2 separate regions of the Mus musculus genome follow, and region 2 is linked to region 1. Evidence: chromatin contacts called from public Hi-C data. All regions are on one chromosome and are shown on one strand. Each heading gives the region's core, a stretch centred on a gene start, on an enhancer-like site or on the middle of the called end of the contact. The rest is flanking DNA. Distances are from core to core; before and after follow the strand shown. Region 1 has its middle 46 kb from the start of Gm31813. Region 2 overlaps Tbl1xr1 (transducin (beta)-like 1X-linked receptor 1).

The links. Hi-C and Micro-C count contacts between places; a contact is called where the count stands out from the background.
Region 2: a Hi-C map of bone marrow-derived macrophages shows a contact between it and region 1, with 2.2 times the contacts expected there. The contact joins two enhancer-like sites. A contact is called at or near these places in 5 of 484 Hi-C or Micro-C datasets (the G1E-ER4 cell line, the HL-1 cell line, bone marrow-derived macrophages and 2 more), 1 of 115 datasets of contacts at active chromatin or transcription factors (pancreatic cancer cells) and 3 of 9 other capture datasets (adipose tissue, liver and pancreatic islet).

Annotation. Positions count from the first base shown.
Region 1 is chr3:22,008,169-22,013,116 of GRCm38.p6, forward strand. No RefSeq gene overlaps it. Among named protein-coding and RNA genes, the nearest start is that of Gm31813, 46 kb to the left of the region's middle. Within about 2 kb of position 2,598, at least 41 of the 459 cell types and tissues checked have an H3K27ac peak or open chromatin away from gene starts, as enhancers often do. A contact at or near this core is called in bone marrow-derived macrophages, where this site is marked.
Region 2 is chr3:22,188,796-22,193,743 of GRCm38.p6, forward strand. Tbl1xr1 (transducin (beta)-like 1X-linked receptor 1) reads left to right here. Exons shown (of 16, transcript NM_030732.3): 5 at 973-1,195; 6 at 2,120-2,252; 7 at 2,597-2,738; 8 at 3,225-3,288; 9 at 3,375-3,472; 10 at 4,313-4,373. Among named protein-coding and RNA genes, the nearest start is that of Tbl1xr1, 110 kb to the left of the region's middle. Within about 2 kb of position 1,901, at least 13 of the 459 cell types and tissues checked have an H3K27ac peak or open chromatin away from gene starts, as enhancers often do. A contact at or near this core is called in bone marrow-derived macrophages, where this site is marked.

The DNA of each region.
Region 1 (4,948 bases), core at 1,348-3,847:
CAGTTTTTTTGAGCCCTGGCATTGAGTTGACAGTGAAGGGTTCCCATCATGTAATTAATTCATCAGCCTAGAGTGAAAAAAGATGAACAACTATGCTCATTTTCCCTGTAAATAATCAACTCCCAGAACATCATGCATAGATCTTGGGCTTAGGAACATCTGCCTTAGCTCAGAACTTGGTCTGGAGCTAGCAGCAATGGGGCAGCAGCTCTCATGAGGCTCTTTCTTCAGTATGACTTCATGGCAACAGCATTTCTCTTCGCTTCCTGTACGATCCCATGAGCCTTTATTAAGCCCATTGCAACTAAAACCAGCCTGGGTGAACTCGGTTATTTTCAGGTAAGAACTTTGAGCAGCATGGTAATTATAGCAAACTTGAAGCTAAGTAGCCTTGCTCTCGAGAAATGCTTATCTGATGATGTTTTAGAGAACTGTGGTCACATGAGAAGGAGGAGCTAGGCAAGTCTGGGAAGACCAAGTTACTAATTACCAAAAGTAGAAGTTCACATGGGGTAAAAAAAAAAAAAAATCCCGATTAGCTGTGCTCTACTATTATAGAAGCAAAGACAGGATGATAGTTAATTTCATGTGTCAACTTACCTAGATAAACTGTACCCCGATATTTAGTTCAGTGGAGGTCAGGGTGTGGCTGTGAAGTTATTAATTAATTAATTAATTTACATACTTGTGTATATGTATATGATGTATATGTAGTGGAGGAGTATACATATATACACATGGAAGCCAAAAGACAACCTTGGGCTTCCTTCCTCAAGTTCTGTGTACCTCTTCTTAATTTTTTACTTTTCTTTCTTTCTTTCTTTCTTTCTTTCTTTCTTTCTTTCTTCTTCTTCTTTTTTTTTTTTTTTTTTTTTTGGTTAATTTGTATGAGTGTACTTTCATATCTTTTGGGGGCTGGGTGCTGAAATTCAGTCTCTCAGTTCAGTGCCCTAGTGTTTGTCTAGCAGGATAGGGGAGTGATTCCTGAATCCCAGGATTTTGAGATAGATAGATAGATAGATAGATAGATAGATAGATAGATAGATAGATGATAGATATTTCTACCACTAAGTTTATAAAAGTGCATCAGCACAACCAGACTCTCTAAAGTTTTGTTTCATTATTTGTTTATTTATTTCCTTACTTACTTATTTAATGTGTATAAGTGGTTTTCCCAGAGTGTGTATGTGCACCACATGCAAGCCTGGTGCCTGAAGAGGTTATGGATTATCAGGAGTCACCTTGTAGGCACAGAAGTTGAACTCAGGTCCTCAGAAGACCAAGTACCTCTTCAGCCCCCACTGAATGGGTTCTGGGAATCAAATTCAGGTCATGGAATTTTCAGGCATATTGTTCGTTCATCATGTATCCACGGCTGACATCAAATTCCCTTTGTAGAATAAGATGACTTTTGAATCCCTGATCCTTCTACCTCTATTTTCAGAAGTGATTATAGGCGTGCATCACCAGGCCAGTGTTATGCAGAGCTAAGGAGAGAATTCAGGGCTTCATGCACACTAATCAAGTACTCTGTCAATTAAACTTTGCCCTAGATCCTCCTGAAGGCTTCTTCTTTCTTTTCTTTTCTTTCTTTTTTCTTTTTTTTTTTTTTTTTAGTACTATATTGGTCTGCTTTGAGTCCCTATGATAGATGGGCTCCTCAAAATCATTTACAACCCCAAGAGAAAAAGATCCACTGCAATGGAAGAAGGAGTTCGGCCTTCAGACTGCCTTCAGAGTTTGAACAGGACTCTCTCTCTTGAGTCTCCATCTTATTATCATGCTTTACAGATAGATTCAAATTGGTAGAACTGATAAAAGCAAGAGGCAGTTCTTTTGAAATCTCTTCCCATACTCTCAGATAAAGCAGAACTGTGACTAATCCAGACAGGCAGACGATTTAGCCATGACCTGGGTTGGCTTAGAGAACTATATGTTCTCTAAAAAGAGTGCCTTGTGTTCTTGTGGCCACAGGGCTGTGGAGACTGAAATTATGACACTGTGTTATCTTTTGGGTTGTTGAATTACAACATTCCTGAGTTTCAGCACCTCCTAATTTCTCTAAGTATCTCCCAGTCAGTGAATGATTAGATGGGACAGTGCAGGAAGTTGGGTGACTCATAATGTTCAAATTCCCAAATCCTTCTAGATTTCCCAGACACAAGCAGTCCTTTTTGATTTGTCTGATGAGGCCATGCCAGTCTCTCTTGTGTCCCAGGCAACAGTCCAGACTGGCAGTTGCCTCTTCCCATGCCTTTTCCAGGAGAGCAAAGCTCTTAGCCCATAATGATATGACCTGCCATCCTGACTAGAGTCTGTCATGCTGCTATGGATTAGATCTGGGCTTTCTCCAAAGGCTCATGTGTTGAAGGATGGTTCGCAATGCAGTGGATTTCAGAGGTGTGGCTTTGGATCTTCACTGGCTCATAAGTACTTTGACCTCTTTAGTATCTTATGCCATCAATCTACTGTAGTCTAAGGACTATCCAGGTGTGATACTGACAAGGAAGTGGATCCAATGTGAAGAAGCAGGACCCTGGTAACCTGCCCTGGTTTATGTTTCTCAGACTCAGACACAGTGCAGACAATGACCAACAGACTGGAAGCTCTGAACCCATAAGACACAGCACTTCCTTCTGGTTGATCTGTTCAAGGATTGTGTCACAGTACTAGTGTCTTAGTCAGGGTTTCTATTCCTGCACAAACATCATGACCAAGAAGCAAGTTGGGGAGGAAAGGGTTTATTCAGCTTACACTTCCATACTGCTGTTAATCACCAAGGAAGTCAGGACTGGAACTCAAGCAGGTCAGGAAGCAGGAGCTGATGCAGAGGCCATGGAGGGATGTTCTTTACTGGCTTGCCTCACCTGGCTTACTCAGCCTGCTTTCTTATAGAACCAAGACTACCAGCCCTGAGATGGTCCCACCCACAAGGGACCTTTCCCCCTTGATCACTAATTGAGAAAATGCCTTACAGTTGGATCTCATGGAGGCATTTCCTCAACTGAAGCTCCTTTCTCTGTGATAACTCCAGCTGTGTCAAGTTGACACAAAACTAGCCAGTACAATTGACCCCTTGTCAACTTGACACACAAAAACATCACTAGTAAGCCTCAACCCTTACAATCTTATTTATCCCCATTCTAAATAACTTTAAAAGTCCCACAGTCTTTACATATTCTTAAATTTTCAATCTCTTTAAAATATCCATCTCTTTTAAATTTCAAAGTCTTTTTACAATTAAAAGTCTCTTAACTGTGGGCTCCACTAAAACAGTTTCTTCCTTCAAGAGGGAAAATATCAGGGCACAGTCACAATCAAAAGCAAAAGTCAATCTCCAACCGTCCAATGTCTGGGATCCAACTCACGATCTTCTGGGCTCCTCCAAGGGCTTGGGTCACTTCTCCAACCAGGCCCTTTGTAGCACACACATCATCCTCTAGGCTCCAGATGCCTGTACTCCACTGCTGCTGCTGCTCTTGGTGGTCATCTCATGGTACTGGCATCTCCAAAACACTGCATGACCCCTTCAGTCCTGGGCCTTCAATTGCAACTGAGGCTGCACCTTCACCAATGGCCTTCCATGGCCTCTCACAGTGCCAAGCCTCAGCTGCTTTGTGTGACCCCTTCATGCCTTCAAAACCAGTACCACCTGGGTGACCCTTACATATTACCAAGTCCTGCTGCAGCAGGAGTACAACCTTGGCCATCTCTGGAACACAGCCTCTTTGTGCTTTCAGAAAATACTTCCCAGAAGATGTCACCTCAATAATGCTGGTCTCTTCTTAGTCACCGCTAATTTCTTAGCCCCAGCTAACCAGCATCAATAGTCCCAGTAATGCAAAGGTTTTGCTTTAGTAGTTCTGGTATCTTGTTAATCACAACTGATTCTTCAGTCCCAGCTAACCAGAACCACAGAATAATCAAACTCCAAAATAGCAATGGTCCCTGAAAAGAGTCTTTAATTTTCCCTCTGAAACTTCACAAGCCAGGCCTCCATCTTCTGCACTGTTCTCAACATTATCTTCCAAGCTCCTACACAACATATGACAGAGCTCTTAACAACAAATGGATCTTCTAGCCCAAAGTTCCAAAGTCCTTCCACAGTCCTCCCCAAAACATGGTCAGGTTGTCACAGGAATACCCCACTATGCTGGTACCAATTGGTCTTAGTCAGGGTTTCTATTCCTGCACAAACATCATGACCAAGAAGCAAGTTGGGGAGGAAAGGGTTTATTCAGCTTACACTTCCATACTGCTGTTAATCACCAAGGAAGTCAGGACTGGAACTCAAGCAGGTCAGGAAGCAGGAGCTGATGCAGAGGCCATGGAGGGATGTTCTTTACTGGCTTGCCTCACCTGGCTTACTCAGCCTGCTTTCTTATAGAACCAAGACTACCAGCCCTGAGATGGTCCCACCCACAAGGGACCTTTCCCCCTTGATCACTAATTGAGAAAATGCCTTACAGTTGGATCTCATGGAGGCATTTCCTCAACTGAAGCTCCTTTCTCTGTGATAACTCCAGCTGTGTCAAGTTGACACAAAACTAGCCAGTACAACTAGAAAGCTGACTAACACGCACATCAATAAAAATAAAAATAATAATAATAATAATAATAATAAAACAAGCCTGTGCAGAGGGATGGATCAGGGGGTAAAAGTGCTTGCCACTAAAACTGATGACTGGCATTCAAGTCCCAGGACCAGCATGGTGGAGGGAAAGAGCCAACTCCATCAGGTCAGCTTTGACCCTTCACTCCTTTGATGTGGTCAGTGACACACACAATATGCATAGGCACACATATACAATAAATAACTAAAATTTAATATAAGTGTTCTTCTTAAAGAATGCTTAAAAAGAAAAACAATTCAGTTATTAAAATGAAGGAAGAGTGAGGCAGGCAAGCCTCCAACCTCAAAATTATAGACTCTGGGAACAGAATACTG
Region 2 (4,948 bases), core at 651-3,150, 180 kb after region 1:
CATAAAAAAACACTGTTAGTTTCATGTACCCTGATGTTGGAAGCCAATTTATTTATAATTGATGCCAACATTGATTCTCAGAGCTTCGTGTCCAAGGTTCATGTGGAAGTAGTGTGTTTATTTCTGGTGTTGGCATGCTACTTGTGCCTGAGGCCATCTTACCTGCTCCCTGATTCTATAAATTAGCTTTGTAGCACAGCCGAGCTCATTTAGTTCTGGACTGTCACTGGGTAGCTGCTGGGAACATGAGGCGCTGTAACAAGGACCTTACAGCCTTTAAAGCATTCATAAGCACACACTGCATGTTCTTTCTGAGTAGAACTTTGTTGTAGCTACAATGTTTAGTGTATGGCCGGAATATGTAGAGGTAAACACATGCCCTCCCCCCCCCCCCCTTTTTTTTTGTAAAAGTAAATGAAAAGATTTTAGCTGTTTAAAGTAGTCCAGTTCCCTTTTGGTATCCTCAGCGGTGGGTTACCACATTGCCACAGTTAGCATTATCTGTGGGTCCCTTCATTTACTCCTAATGTCAAGTTTGTGTATCACACACATCTAGATGACTTCTGTGTATGATCATCCTGTAATGTTTAGAGAAAACCAGTAAGGTCAAGATCTGCTCCCGGTCAGTACAGGTGCTTTCCTTTATTCCAAGGCCTGGATCCCGTGGTATGACATATTCATATTGGTCAGTGTTTTTTACTAACAGCTTTTCTTACCTGGATGTTATACATTATCATTTTATTATCTTTAAGCTTTTGTGAATGGCCTCTTGTATTGGTTTGTCTTTGTGCAGAGTTCAGCAGGACCTCAGTGACAGTTGGTGGCTGTTTGCATCTTTGTCATTCTTGCCCCCTTCCTCCTTCTTGCTCACGTTCACGGTTTCCTTAGAATGAAGTTGTTCATTTTGTTAATGGAATGTTTGTTAACCTCATGACTACATCTCATTTTTCTTTCCCGGTTTTCCAACCCCAGGATGGCACCTTATTTGATGGTCGACCCATCGAGTCTCTGTCCCTGATAGATGCTGTTATGCCCGATGTAGTCCAAACAAGACAACAAGCCTACAGAGACAAGCTTGCACAGCAGCATGCAGCCGCAGCCGCTGCCGCTGCTGCCGCCACTAACCAGCAAGGATCTGCAAAAAATGGAGAGAATACAGCAAATGGGGAGGAGAATGGAGCACATACCATCGCAAGTGAGCCGAGAATGCTTGGAGATGCTCAGCACACACTACTGTTCTCCATTGCCCCATCCTTAGAGCTGTACTGATAGCCAGTGTTTGTCTTTACCCCCCAACATGCTTCGCTTAGTCAGGGTTTCTATTCCTGCACAAACATCATGACCAAGAAGCAAGTTGGGGAGGAAAGAGTTTATTCAGCTTACACTTCCATACTGCTGTTCATCACCAAGGAAGTCAGGACTGGAACTCAAGCAGATCAGGAAGCAGGAGCTGATGCAGAGGCCATGGAGGGATGTTCTTTACTGGCTTGCTCAGCCTGCTCTCTTATAGAACCCAAGACTACCAGCCCAGGGATGGCACCACCCACAGTGGGCTTTCCCCCCTTGATCACCAGTTGAGAAAATGCCTTACAGTTGGATCTCATGGAGGCATTTCCTCAACTGAAGCTCCTTTCTGAGTGATAATTCCAGCTGTGTCAAGTTGACACACAAAAACAGGCAGTATAGTGCATCACACAGTTCATATTTTCTACCTAAGATTCTAAAAAGCTAAATACACTGAATGTTTGTTTGTTCCTAAATGTTTCTGAAACCCCTTTCTACTCTTAAGTGAACATTGCATCTGCAGTTGATTTCTAAGTAAAATTTCTAGTAGTCCCTGTTATAAACATCCAGCAAGGCTCTGATGGTGAGCAATAAAGATGACTCATGCTATAGAAATGATATCAGCAACCCCTACTGGCAGAACTCAGAATAGTATTGTTACAGGCTGTTTAATTCAGCCATGCTGAGGTATAGCCCTTTTTCCCCCTTTCTTTTTTTTACCACTTCCACATACACATTCTCTGGGCATAAACACTCACACTTTTAAAACTAGTACAGCCATACTTGCTAGAAATGTGCTTACCTTCTGACAGAACTGCTACTTCTCATGCTGCAGATAATCACACTGACATGATGGAAGTAGATGGGGATGTGGAAATCCCTTCCAATAAAGCGGTTGTGCTTCGGGGCCATGAATCTGAAGTTTTCATCTGTGCCTGGAACCCTGTTAGTGATCTCCTGGCATCAGGGTAGGTTTTTCAAAGAGCTTTCTAGCTGTTGAGTATTTTGTTGTTTTAGACAGGATTTACTCTGTAACCTTGCCTTGTTGATGCACTGTGTCCTGGGATTATGTCACGTGCAGCATGACAATGGCATCTAAGAATACCTCAACAAAAGGACTGCTACATAGATTTCACTTTCCGGTCATTTTACCTTAGTAGGTTAGTATTATTACTTGGTAGGAGCTCTAAAAGAGAAATATTAGAAATGTTTATATCTGGTAGTCTACTTCTTATTCAGGTGTTAAATGTATGGCTTGGGTTCTGGAATGCTTGCTTATATGAAGACTTAAGCCGATTTTTTGACTCTGAAGGTCTGGAGACTCCACGGCAAGAATCTGGAACCTCAGTGAGAACAGCACGAGTGGCCCTACGCAGCTCGTGCTTAGACACTGCATACGGGAAGGAGGGCAGGACGTGCCCAGTAACAAGGATGTCACGTCTCTAGATTGGAATGTGAGTGTTTTGTTCTTGCATAAATGGTCTGTGAATGAAGACATTTGAGGACTTGGCATTATATAATCTTGAAATTAGATCCCAATTTTAGCTTCAATCTGGCCCCATATTCCTAAAATCCTAATCAGAATTTAGGAGTGAATTGTAGGCTTTGCTTTTTACTTCTTATAAAAAGCATTCTCATGGTATCATTTTTATGTTGTCCTTCCTGGTCTACACTTGCCCCATCCTCACTCATGGTCACCTGTGAAAATGTTCTGCATAGGGACTGCAGTCCTGCTCCACAGCACTTCCTGCCGGTGCACACACTGGGATTGGCCTGTCCGAGAACACCGCCTTCATTAGGGGGTGGGGGTTTGCCAGCCTTTGTTGGCACTTACACATAGATCAGGGTCTTTTGTGCCTGGGACTTAAACAGGCAACATGTGTGTAGTAATTAAATGGCCTTTTGAGTTGTGTAATAAACAAAATGTGTTTCTCTGCCAGAGTGAAGGTACACTTCTAGCAACTGGGTCATATGATGGATTTGCCAGAATATGGACTAAAGATGGTATGACATTTTCTAACTTTATTGATGTTCTAAATTTAAAAGTTTGAAGTAATTTTAATGTGTGTGTTTGTTTGTTTTTAATTTAGGTAATCTTGCCAGCACCTTGGGGCAGCATAAAGGTCCTATATTTGCATTAAAATGGAATAAGAAAGGAAATTTCATCCTAAGTGCTGGCGTAGATAAGGTAAATGAACATTCAGCCAAGCTCTATCAAGAATATATTTGAAAGTAATATTTTTTTCTTTCCTGCTAATCACTGAAGCAGACTTGAGTTCGTTCAAGCATGAATTTGTCACAGTACTAGAAATGTCTTATATTGTCTACTTGTTTTCCTGAGTCTGCTCATTGTATCTGTGTTGCTATGACCGTTCCTCATTTTCTTCTGGGGTTTGACTCTCGTGAAGCATGGAATGAAGTTCTTGGTGCTTCTCAGGCTTTCTCAGGGGCAGCCGTGGCTGTTTCCATCAGCAACGCCCAGGCTCTTAATCAGTTGGGTAGTGCTGGGGAAGGAGACAGGAACTGGCTGAGACTCATATTTTCAGTGAACACTTTTAAAAGGGAGATGAAGGATTCGGGAAAAGCCAGCACTTGGCACTTTCATAAGCAGTTTCACGACCTGCTTTAAGTGGTATCAAAATGTAAACGGCCTTTGGGGGCGGGGGCGGGGGGTTCATAGGAGGTCCAAGTAAAAGAAATCTTTTAGTGGTGATTTTACTATAACAAGCACTTTCCTCCTTATAACTCCTGAGCTGGAAAATCTTGCACCATTGCAGTGATAGCCATTAAATAGTCTAATTCAATGCAGACTCTTTGTTGACAAACAAGAGTTGTTGTAGGAAATAAGTTGGCGAGAAACCACCACAGAAAAGTGAAGCTGCATCATGATCCTTTTTCCTGGGCTGCTGTGAGGAATAAAAACATTGCCTGTGGAGTTCACTACACAGCATCCTTCCGCCTTGATACAGTCAGGTGTCCATTCTGCTGTTCAGACACTCTTTAACTTTTCTTCTCCTTTTAATCTCAGACCACCATCATTTGGGATGCGCATACTGGTGAAGCCAAGCAGCAGTTTCCTTTCCATTCAGGTAAATCAGCTGATGAGCGAGCTCTTCAGAATTCACGCAGGGCCTCAAGGATCAGGCAGTGTTCTTGGTGCTGGTTTCTTGGGAGGCATTCCATAGCTTTCTCCTCAGAGGATCAGCAGGGTTTCTTTTTGTTTTTGTTTTTAAGATATGTACCCTAAGAAAGCAACCAGGTTGTGTAATTAGAGTGCGATGTAAAGTTGGAAGATGGAGCGAGGGTAGCACTGTAGAGTCGAAAGATCTGGCTATAAATGTACTTTCTCCACTTGATAAGCTCTCAGGTCACTTCACCTTTATAGCTACACTTTCACTATATGTAAATGAGGGCTTTTGATAGCTATTTATTTATTGCAAGGACAAGAAAAAAATGCCTTGGAATAAATTAAACTGCTTACTGCTCACATGTTGCTGCCATCTTGTGCATTTTAGATTGATTTGTCTAGGTCTGACCTCTCTTGTCTGTGAAATAAAGGATGGGTATTCTCCGTGTCTCTTGGGTTTCTTCCTGTGTGATGTACAGGAAGTACCCTGGGCATGCAGCTCAGTGCCTTCATTGCCTTCAGCCTGGAACCACAGTG